2 separate regions of the Mus musculus genome follow, and region 1 is linked to region 2. A link is a contact called in public Hi-C data. All regions are on one chromosome and are shown on one strand. Each heading gives the region's core, a stretch centred on a gene start, on an enhancer-like site or on the middle of the called end of the contact. The rest is flanking DNA. Distances are from core to core; before and after follow the strand shown. Region 1 has its middle 15 kb from the start of Gm32379. Region 2 has its middle 8.7 kb from the start of Gm31720.

The links. Hi-C and Micro-C count contacts between places; a contact is called where the count stands out from the background.
Region 1: a contact with region 2 is called in a Hi-C map of the N1E-115 cell line, with 3 times the contacts expected there. The contact joins two enhancer-like sites. A contact is called at or near these places in 1 of 484 Hi-C or Micro-C datasets (the N1E-115 cell line) and 2 of 115 datasets of contacts at active chromatin or transcription factors (embryonic basal ganglia and stem cell-derived neural progenitor cells).

Annotation. Positions count from the first base shown.
Region 1 is chr14:25,224,276-25,229,486 of GRCm38.p6, reverse strand. No RefSeq gene overlaps it. Among named protein-coding and RNA genes, the nearest start is that of Gm32379, 15 kb to the right of the region's middle. Within about 2 kb of position 2,231, at least 222 of the 459 cell types and tissues checked have an H3K27ac peak or open chromatin away from gene starts, as enhancers often do. A contact at or near this core is called in the N1E-115 cell line, where this site is marked.
Region 2 is chr14:24,532,881-24,538,421 of GRCm38.p6, reverse strand. No RefSeq gene overlaps it. Among named protein-coding and RNA genes, the nearest start is that of Gm31720, 8.7 kb to the right of the region's middle. Within about 2 kb of position 3,076, at least 18 of the 459 cell types and tissues checked have an H3K27ac peak or open chromatin away from gene starts, as enhancers often do. A contact at or near this core is called in the N1E-115 cell line, where this site is marked.

The DNA.
Region 1 (5,211 bases), core at 982-3,481, 690 kb before region 2:
GGCTTGTTGAATTCCCTGCCTTAAAGTGAGGGAAGTGGTGAAGTCATGCTTCCACTGTGGACGGAACTGTCGATCCTAGCATCCTTTGTAGGACTCTGTAACACAAGGTCTGTACATCCTTTGAGGAAGGGCACAGACATATATGTATCAGCGGGTCAGTTACATGTCACCTGGGAAAACGAGTAGCAGGCAGTGTTGTAGAACACTGTCAAGGCTCTTCTTGGAGATGGCAGGACGCTAAGGCAGCAGCAGCAGCAGCAGCAGCAATGACCAGTTGGAAGAAGATCCGTGCTGTGTGCTCAGCATGGGAAGCAAGGTGGCATCCTGCATGTAGTGACCACATGGATTGGTGTCCTGAGGACTATTCGGCTAAGAGCCCAGCTGTGCCCTGGCTGTCTTGCCGCTGCCCATCTGCCAGTCTATCCACCAGGCCTGTGATCTTCCTCACCTTCTATGGAATAAATCCCTGGCTGCTTCAAACTGACCAAGCAGGAGTCTGTCGCTGGCAACCCAGAAGCTTGGCTGACACTCTGAATGACTCTCAGCAGATGTGTGTTCCCAGAAGAGAGGTCGAGGCACGTTCCTGCTCCCCCTGGGATCTAGGAGCCTGGAGTTGGACCTTTGGCTTTCATAATGGGAGGCAGAAGCCTAGAATTCCCCTCCACCAAGACCACACACAGCGGGGAAGAGGCAAATTCCAGAAGGAACACAGGCTACTGTTAAATGAGGAGTGTGGGAGCACAGTTAGCAAAACAGGACACATGTGCGCTAACCAGTCTCTTTTATCCAAGTAAATAGAGTGTGCATCTTATGCGCAGGAAATGGATCTCTCTCTTCCTTCAAGTACACCACACGCACACTGCAAGCCGGATGCGTGCAGACACGGTAAAGCCTGCGGGATACAGCACTGACTGCCCTCCAGACTCCCTGGAGTAAAGGCACCAAGGATGGCTCCAGAGAAAAGGCAGGATGAGTTAGGCCTTGGAGGAGGACTGCGGGGTGGGACAAAGAGAGCAGGGGACGGAGCCACAAAAGCTTAACATGGTCTCAGCATCACACAGGGCCACAAGCACAGGCTCAGAGGAGAAGTAGGGGCACAGTGGGGCAGTGTCTGTGGGAAGATGAAAGTTTGGGGAGAGAGACTGAGGGTCAGACTGGGGTTTGGAAATATGAGCTTGAACATACTATAGCAATGGGTCAGGGGACATGTTCCTTCAGGAAAGTTAGGCCAGTCTCTGAGAAAGTTGTGTGGAAGGTGAGCAGCATGAGCAGTGGCTGGAGACTGACACAGTGCCAGAGAGAGGAAGCCGGGGCTGCAGGTTGGAAGCCTCGCCTATGGATGGCCTGGAGCCCCAATTAAGAATCTGCTGGAAGAAGCGCATGTGTCCAATATTGGGGCCTTTGGTGTGGAGGAGCTGGGAACCACTAGCAGTCAAACTCTGCTGCTGTTCCCAGCTCTGCCCAGCTTGCTAGCTGTCTGCATTTTCCTTTGCTTTCAGCCACGGTGACTTCCAACAGTGCTCTGCAGAATCTCCAGGACTTCCCAGAAGAGGCCCGTCAGAGTCTGCCTTACATGTAAAAGTTCTGCTTCAGATGTTTGTCATCTAAGAGATCCTGCCGTTAAAGTCCATGCCAGAAAAAAAAAATCAATGGATAAGCTTTCCAAGTTCCCATGTGGCTCTCTTACCACCCTGGGTGACTAACATGGCCTGGTTTGCCACACACAAGTTTCATTTTATCTAACCCCATGTTAAGATGACCACACCCAGATAAGCTAGAGGGTCGGTACCCTCAGTTTTAACATTCTGCTCTTAAAAGACAGGCTACCGTCTGGAGAGGTCACGGGGGGGGGGGGGGCGCGGCAGGCTGAACACTGGGGCTAGTGGCCTCTGCTGCCGTGGAAGTGGCAAGAGCCTCCTGAAGGAGTTGGGCAGGAGACCCCTAAGGCAACTGGGACAGCTACATGAGGCATGGGAGTCTCTGGAGCATAAGAGATTAGTTGATGCAGTCTGGATTGCTAGGACTGCTTCCCTGGGACTGGAGCCACTGGTCTGGTGTCAGGATCCAGAGAACCCTAATATCGTCTGCCTAACCCCACAGCAGCACATCCTCACGGATAGGCACAAGGCCAGAGATGTTCAAGGATAAGTCAGTGGCTCCACAGAGCATGTGCGGTTCAGGCTCCCTGCCCCACCAGACTTGCTCATCTCATCCGTGGAACTCCAGCTCCAGCTGTAGCCTCCCTCCTGGAGGTCAAGGATGGCACAAGGAAGGAGTGGCTTAGACACTAGCTGCTTCCCACTGGTCAGGGCTGCTACAGTGCTTCCTCTTGAAAAGAGGCTGGGAAATGGTGTGTTTCAGCTGAGTGGAACCAAATCAAGAGAGAGAGAGAGAGAGAGAGAGAGAGAGAGAGAGAGAGAGAGAGAGAGAGAGAGAGAGCACTCTTGTTTGGATAATTCGCGGAGTCCTCAGGAGGTTCTTAGAGGATTCTAAATACACTGGCCATCCAATCTCCCTATCACAGGAGCTTATGTCTCAGAGTCCCCTGGGTCCCAAGTGCCATAGATGCCAGGCTTGGCATGATCCACACTGCTGGGGTGCCACCAACAGGCTGCCGGAAACCCCATTTCTTTTCTCTTCCCAACAAAGCCAGATGGCAGGCAGTGTGACTCCATCTCCGGCAAAGTCCAGGGGACTTTGTCCCCTCCCTGCTTGGAAGGCTGTGCCCCCCTCCTGATGCACTTCCTGTGGCCCACAGCCCAGCCTCTCTGTGAGTGAGATCCGCCCTTCCCCCTCCCGCGCAAGCCCAGAGCGAGTCAGCCCATCTGGTTCTATTTCACTTCGTGTTACTCATCAGGATGTGTTTGCCAGGAGTTATTTGATGTTCAGGAAGAATTCTGAAGCTTTTGAAAAGAGGTAAATAAAATCCTTTATCCCCCAAAGAGTCGTGAAATTGTGTTTTGCTCAGGAGGTGGCAGGCAGCCATGTGAGGTCTGGAGGCCCCTGCCTAGCCAGGCACAGGGGCTGGAGTTTCAGGATTTGTTCTTCTGTCAGTCAGTCTGCATCTCCACTCCTCCAAGCCCTTCCTGATGCTCTCTGGGGATGCCCGAATTTGGGAACAGATGAGGGCTGCCTGTGGGGACAGCCCAGCCTGTCTCTTGCTCTTCAGCCAAGAAAGCTTTTAGGGAGCTCGCTCCTTCTGGTCCTCAGCCCTGTCACTCCACAGCCGTGCATATGAGCTCCAGGGGAGGGACCAGAGGGAGCCGTGTTCCCTGCCACAGAACAACCTGTGAGGGTGACTGACAGAGGGCCTGGGTTGGGGGAGCTCACCCCATCTGCTAGGGTCTGGATATCACAAAGCAAGGGAGCTGACATTCCTCCAAGCTCTTGTGAATGGCAACAGACATCATAGATGCTAGGAGACCCAGAAGGGCAGGCTCTGCCCCTGAGACTGTCCTACAGAGGAAGGTCCCACCCCCTTTAGCATCCATTTCTCCCAGAGTCCATGCAGCCTCCTATTTCTGCCCAGAGAAGTTTCAGTGCAATGTTGAAGTTATCCCTGACAAGGGCTGGATCCTCAGGTCTCCTTAATCCAAGGTGGACCCCTCTCTACCTTTCTGGGGGCCCTTAACCGTCCTGTTGAGAAGAGACCAATATTTGTATGATTGGTTGCTGCTTGGTCAGAATCTGAGGGTTTACTTCCACCCAAAACATCCCTATTCTATGCAATGCCCCCCACATAAGCAGCCAGGCAGAGGAGTGTGGGCTCACCCCTGTACCTCTTGATCTGTCCTCCCTATTTACAGGGATGCCAGAGGGCTCCTCCACAGCCCGGGGCAGTGTCATCTCAAATCCTACAGTACGTGAGGCTTCCCACCCACTGCATCCCTCGTGACAGCTTACAACCCTGACTATTAAACATTGATCACTCAAATTTAACATCCTATCTTCCCTTTGATATCTTCAACTGCTCTCTGCATAAGACAACAAGCCTCTTTCTGCAGCTCCGTATGAGGGAGACTTCAAAGACTTCTTCCAGGTCCCTCAGCACTGCAGTTCTGGGATTCTGCCAGCGAGACTGTCAGGAGGAAGGTTTAAGGCATCCTCTGCTGGCAGCATCTTTGGGACTCAGGCCTGTGGGGAAAGCTCCATGCATTAAGTCCTGGATTCTGGAGTGATCTGTGCATCATTGGGAAGTCAGTCAATGGCATGATAATTCTTTTCTAGAAGTATCTGTGGATCATGGCAAAGGATTTAATTCAGAGGCAGAGGCATTGGGCTTATATCTTTGAGGAGCCAGGCCTGTGTCCCTGAACTGTCCCCTGTCCAACTCTGGGTCCTCAGGAAAGTTCTGGATTCCTATCTGTTAAATGGATATGATCATTCTTAGCTCTCAGCAAAGTCCTTGAGCAGAGGGTGTGGGTACCTGGCCCATCACAAGATGCCATTCTGCTCTCTCTTGGTCCCACACGGGGTGGGCACATTCCTGGACAAGAAGCGTCAGTGACAGAGTGTGATAGGAAACATTGAACTCCTGAGAGCCAGACACTTGAGAGTCATAGCTGGCAGCCTGATCACCCGTCATTATCATCCTGTCCCTCACACGATCGGCAGGGGGCTTGTACTTTATTGTACCTATGTTAATTAGCATAGCTACCGTCTATGAAACACATCCCATGGGTCAAGGCCGAACAAAGTGATTGACCAGTGTCACCTCACATCAGCTCTAGGAGTACCTCAAAGGTAGCCTTCCTCATGGGACCTATTTCTGCATGAGCGTCTTCCTGGATAACAGACTCTACCTCGTGTTAATGGCCGTGTGGGGCTTGAAGTCAGGTCAGTGGGGCTGAAGTTCCAGCTCTTGTCTCTGTTTTCTAACTGTAGTGACATACTCCCAAAGGCACATGGTGTGTGTCTCAGTGCCCTTGGGGTTTGCAGTGGAAGATGTCATGGTACGGAGAGATGGAACAGAGAGTGAAAAAGACCTGTCTGTTCAATTTTGCACACCGTTTCTTTTTTGAGTAGCCATCTCAAAAAAACTGTTAACATTGTAAAACACCAGTTACAAGGTCATGGCTCCAGATTCCTTAGACTTCAAGAATAGACTGTGATGTTCCTGATCTCTAGAACTCTGTGGCCTCTAGCCCTCTGAGCTGCTGGGGTTGCTAGGAAAGGGACTGCTATCCCTTTGTGGGGTGTCCCCCCTGGGAG
Region 2 (5,541 bases), core at 1,827-4,326:
GAATGCTAAAATGAGTCTATGAGGCCTCTCAAGGGTCTCTTTCTATAACCCTCATGTTAGACAAGGAAAGGGACTTGTAGACCAAGGAAGGCTATCCAAAATCCCCTGAAATCAAACCAAGTTCAAAATAAAGATTCAGAAATGCTTCATATGACTTTCAGGGCAATAGAAAAGCAATGCCATGGCTTGATGAAGAGAGAAGTCAATAGATATGGTCAAAGCTCTTCATCTTGATTCTGCATCCTAGTTTGTGACTGTGACAGATTCCCTTTCCTATAAGGAACTTGTTAAGTTCTAGAACTAAGCAGAAAAAAATCTATGTGTAATGATTATTCTTCACTATCAAATTGACTAGATTTAGAATCACCTAGGCAATACACCTCAGGGTTGGTCTGTAAGGTCATTTCCAGAGAGGTTTCAGTAAGAAGAGTCAACTTAAACTTTGGATGGCACTATCCCATAGCATGGAACCCATACTAAGTAAAAGGTATAGGATGAAGCCTATTGAACACCAGTCTTCCTCTCTCCTGTCTACATCCTGACTATGGGTACAGTGTGACCAATTGCCTCATACTCTTCTCTGTGCCTTCCTTGCCATGATGAATGCTAGCCCCTCAAACAATAAGCCAAAATAAATCTTTCCTCCTAAAATTCCTTCTTGCCAGGTAATTTGGTCATGGCCACAAGAAAAGTTACTAGTACAGAAATTTGGTACCATGAGTGGGGTTCTATCCATGTGGTTTACAAACCTATAGGCCTTTAGAATTGGTTTGAAGGAGGAATAGAGAAAATTTTGGCACTTTGGACTAGAGAAATTCGTAGAATGCTATAAGCAAAGATAAGTGGACTGTCCTGGAAGGAAAGAGGAAGATTAGAATGTTGATAGGAATGCAAACAACACAGGCAGTGCTCATAGAGTTTCAGAGAAGGGTAAGGGCTGTACTAGGAACTGAGCCAGAAGCCATTCATATTATATTCTGTCAAAGATAATCTGGCTGCATTCTTTGTTCTGAAAATATGAGTCAAACCTAATTTAAAAGTAAAAGACTAAATTTGTTTAGTGAAGGAAGTTTCAAGACAACAGAACATTCATGCTATGGTTTGGTTATTGGTCACTGCATTTGCACAGATTCAAGATGAGAGAGATTATAAAGTGGAGCAGAAAGGTGTAGAAACTATGCAGTTCAGCAAAGAAAGGCCCATTGGCCCAATCAAAGTGAAGTGACTTCTCTCTTTATCAAGCCAAGACATTGCTTTTCTTCTGCTCCAAAATTACTAACAGGAGTATGGGTGGATGGTTGCTTATAACATCAGGGATGATCCCAAAGCAGCTGCATCCCTGAAAAGTCCAGCCCAACAGGGATGAAGCTCTCAGCACAACCTCCACACAGCTTGACAATCTGAGACTCTCTTCTCTGGAGCTCAGTTGGTCAGAGTCTCTTCCCACAGCAGTTTATCTTTTTATAGTGCTGGGGGGGGGGGGGAAACTATGGAGAAATGCTTCTGTTCTCCCAACATAGCATCTTTTATTTACTCTTAAGTTTATATTGGGCTTCCCAATCTTTTGTTGAGGAAATATTTCAAATCTGAGGAAATTGTCTAATAGCTCCCAAAAGCTGCTAAGGCCAGACAATGTGTGGTAGAACTGGATTCCTTACAAGTTACCCATGAAAATATAAAGATAAAGCATACATTACAATAGAAACCCCAAAATATTAGAGATACCAGGAGTGTGGGATGATCAACAAAGAAAGCTAGAGGCACTGAGTGAAACCGCCCAGAAAGAGGCCACATATGCTACAGGCAACTGAGTTATAAAGGCAGAGCCACTTATCTGTGATGGAGTACAGTCAATGCTGTTATGGCCCCAAATGCCAGACATGGAACTCCCTTGTTTGGTGTTTTCCCTGCTAGGTTTTCCTCACTATAGCTCAATTCTTCCCTTTTGGAATAGGAATGTTTACTCTGTCACGGTATATTGCAAGTATAAGTCATGTTGTGGTGGTGGTGGTGATGGTGGTGGTGGTAGTGGTGATGGTGGTGGTGTGGTGGTGGTGATGATGGTGGTGGGGTGGTGGTGGTAGTAATGGTGATGTGATGGTGGTGATGGTGATGGTGGTGGTATCACCATTGCTCTCTCTCTCTCTCTGTTCCCTGGCTACGGATGCAACATGATTAGCATACCCCCATCATGGCAGACTACATCCCATCAAGCCATAAACCCAAATGCATCTTTCTTCCTGAAAGTGGCTTCTTGTAAAATATCTGGACACAGCAATGAGTACAGTAATGAATATACCACACAAGTGAGATACTAATAGCCTTCTACCAAGATGCCCCGACCCAGGCCTCGGTCTGTAGGTGACAAAGCTAAGATGCAGAGATGTGGCAGAATCACCCAGCAAACTGGTGTCAGAGTCTCATGTAGAACCCAACATTACGGGGCCTGTGCACTTGAGGAAAGAAGCAGCCCCCCAGGGTCACAATACCCTCTTCTCTGCACCTAACTCTTCTCTGCACTCTAACTCTTTGCTTCTGAGCTTCAAGGCAAGCTGATCACCCATCTCTGAAGGCAGAAGAGAACGAAGAGGTGGCCAAAAGAAGCTTAAGGAAGCCTGAGCAGTTGGCTAACTTTTCTAAGGAGGGCTCTGACAGTACAAGGTAATGATTCACAACCTTCCTAACGCTGCAACCCTGGAACACACTTCCTCGTGCTGTGGTGACTCTCAGCCATAAAATTATTTTCGTTGCTACTTTATGACTGTAATTTTGCTACTGTTATGAATCATAATGTAAATATCTGTGGTTTTTGATGGTCTTAGGTGACCCCTGTAAAAGGGTCTTTTGACCTTCCACAAAGCAGTCACAACCCGTAGGCTGAGAATCCCTGGGCTATGAGAAGGAGTCCCAGGGCCAGGTTAGGCCAGCAATCAGACTGCAAATGCAAATGCAGCTAAGGAGAAATGCAGAAACCTGAGGCTGATTTTATCTAGCATACAGACACACACACACACACACACACACGCAGACAGTGAGGCCGCCGCCGCAGCCTGGCATCCCACGTCATTCAATTCCCCTGAGTGTTCTAAACCCAGATGATCAGATAATAAGAGGCAGAGTGGTATGCATAACATCAAGTTGATTAAATTTGTTTACTGATAATTCTTTCAGGTTCCCATGAAGATTGTGTAATTTCCTTGCCGTATTTCAAACAGATTTGGGCTAATGCATTATTGACAGCACCCTTGCAGACCATCTCCACAATGTCATTCAGGATAATTATTTCACAACAGATTTCCAGGGCCTCTGGTTCCTGTTGGGATTCACTTGGGCATAAATTACAGAGCCGAATATTTAATCAGTGTCCCCATTAGAACCCCATGGCTTATTTTTAGGAGCTGAGAAGGGAGAGTGAGGGAGGGAGTGGATATTTGTATTATTACGGCATGAATACACATCTTCCATGCTGGATGCGATGTTGTCTCTCTCTCTCATTCTCTCTCTTTTTTTTTTTCCCCAAAGCTCAACCAAGCTGAAAAGCAGCCTGAAGCATCTTTGCCTTTTTTTAGAAATAAACACAAGCATTAATCTTTTGGCTGCATTAAATTAAATATTAATGTTAACGGATCACATAATGTGAAGTTTAAAAAAATGATTAACAGTGACACCACACTCTCTCTCCGTGACTTTTCCATTAGACAAATTAGTTCGGGCCTAAGCATCGTCACTTTGGAAAGTGGGACCCAGTGAGCGAGGTGATTGTTTGGGGGCATGAGGAAAGTGTCCCATGGTGACCCCATTTGCCTCCGGAACAGGTATTTCAGCAGACTCAAGTGGACCAGGATGTCTCTTGCAAGGAGCCATCTCTTGGCTAATTAGCGATTCCAGGCAGTACTGTTTGCATTTCAGGCCATTTGTGCTTTGAGAGAAACAGTCAATAAAGTAGCTGGGGCTGGCGAGGCACCTCCTCTCAGCCCATCAGTAGCCTGCCTCCCACTGCAGTGTCTTCATCATGCACACACTCCAAATAACAGCCGACCCAAGCTGCCTCTTGACTGTCACTCCAGTTGCTTCCTGAAGCCCCAAGACCAGCCTATCTGAGATCTGTGAAGTGGGCCAGAAATGCCTTCTTTTAAAGGGGCATACCCTGGCTCCTAGGTGTCGTCTGACCCTTCTACTTGCAATTCTGTTTCCCATATGATCTGGCCTGTGAGAGGCCTCCAAGAGAATCTGTGTGTCTCCCAGCACTTCTTCCTGTCCCCTTATCTTCCCCTTTCCTTGATTTATTAATAATGACTCCAGACTTTACTGCACCAAACAAAAAAGGCGCCTCGTCCAGACTTAGCAAGCATTCCTTAAGCCTTCTGTGTCCCCTGGGTGTCCCCTGAACAACTGTATGTTGGCTATACCTGCAGCCCAGGCTGCCCAATGGACCACTGCCGGGGAGAGCACTTAAGGGCACACCCAGATTTAACTGCCCGGGGACCCTGCAGGACAAAGTCTCCTTTAACCAGCCTCAATTCTGAGCACTGTCCAGGCATGGGTCTCTTGCTGTCCCAGCTCCTTCAAGGCCTTGCTTCTACAATGAGAAATGAAGGTGGGAGAGCTCCTCTCAGGCTCCCCCAGGATTGCCTGTCCGCTCTTATTTGTCTCTGAGAATCCTGACTCTCTCCTGCTCTCTCGAGGGAGGAATTTGTGTTCCTGTCTGCCTGGGGTTCTAGCTGGGCAAGAGCAAAGAAATCCCGCCCACTGGGCCTAGCCTAACATCTGTGCTTGGAAGGAGGAACATTTGAACCAGGCCAAAAGGGATAGGGTAGTGGTGGTGGTGGAGGAAGGCAGGGGATAGCAGTACAGTCATTTGTTTGACCCTATCGGCATTTGAGAAGAGGATTTAGGGAACAGATTAGGGAAGATCATTTCCAGGCTTTTAGAGGCATCTTTCTCCTTCCTTGCAAGGAAGCAGCAACAGGGGAGCTCCTAGGAATAGTCAGTTCTGATAACTCCACCCTCCCACCCCACCCCCAACACCATCTTAAATCCTTGACCCTGAGCTCTGCCAGCTGGGCAAAGCAAGGGAAGCTCTCTGGACCCTAAGAGAAGAATGCACATTCCCTTCACAGGTAATTAGCGCCTAACCATGTCTTTCCATTATCCACAGGGTTGACAACCAGCACACTGGGTCCTATAATCCTGGCTTCTTGGCTTGGCTCACCAGCAAGGTTGGGGAAATCCTAGGAGAAATTAATCCCCATTTCATATTCAGAAAGGGATTAGGGATTAACATGACCTCTTTCTCTCTCTCTCTCTCTCTCTCTCTCTCCTCTCCTCTCTCTCTCTCTCTCTCTCTCTCTCTCACACACACACACACACACACACACACACACACACGGACACACACGGACACACACGGACACGGACACTATGGCTCTCATGGGGAGAGGTGACTAGGATAGGAAGCCTTACTGTAAAGACCAAATTATACTTGGCATGTGTGTTACTTTTCTCATTGCTGTGACCAAATGCCTGACCATAAGTGGCTTA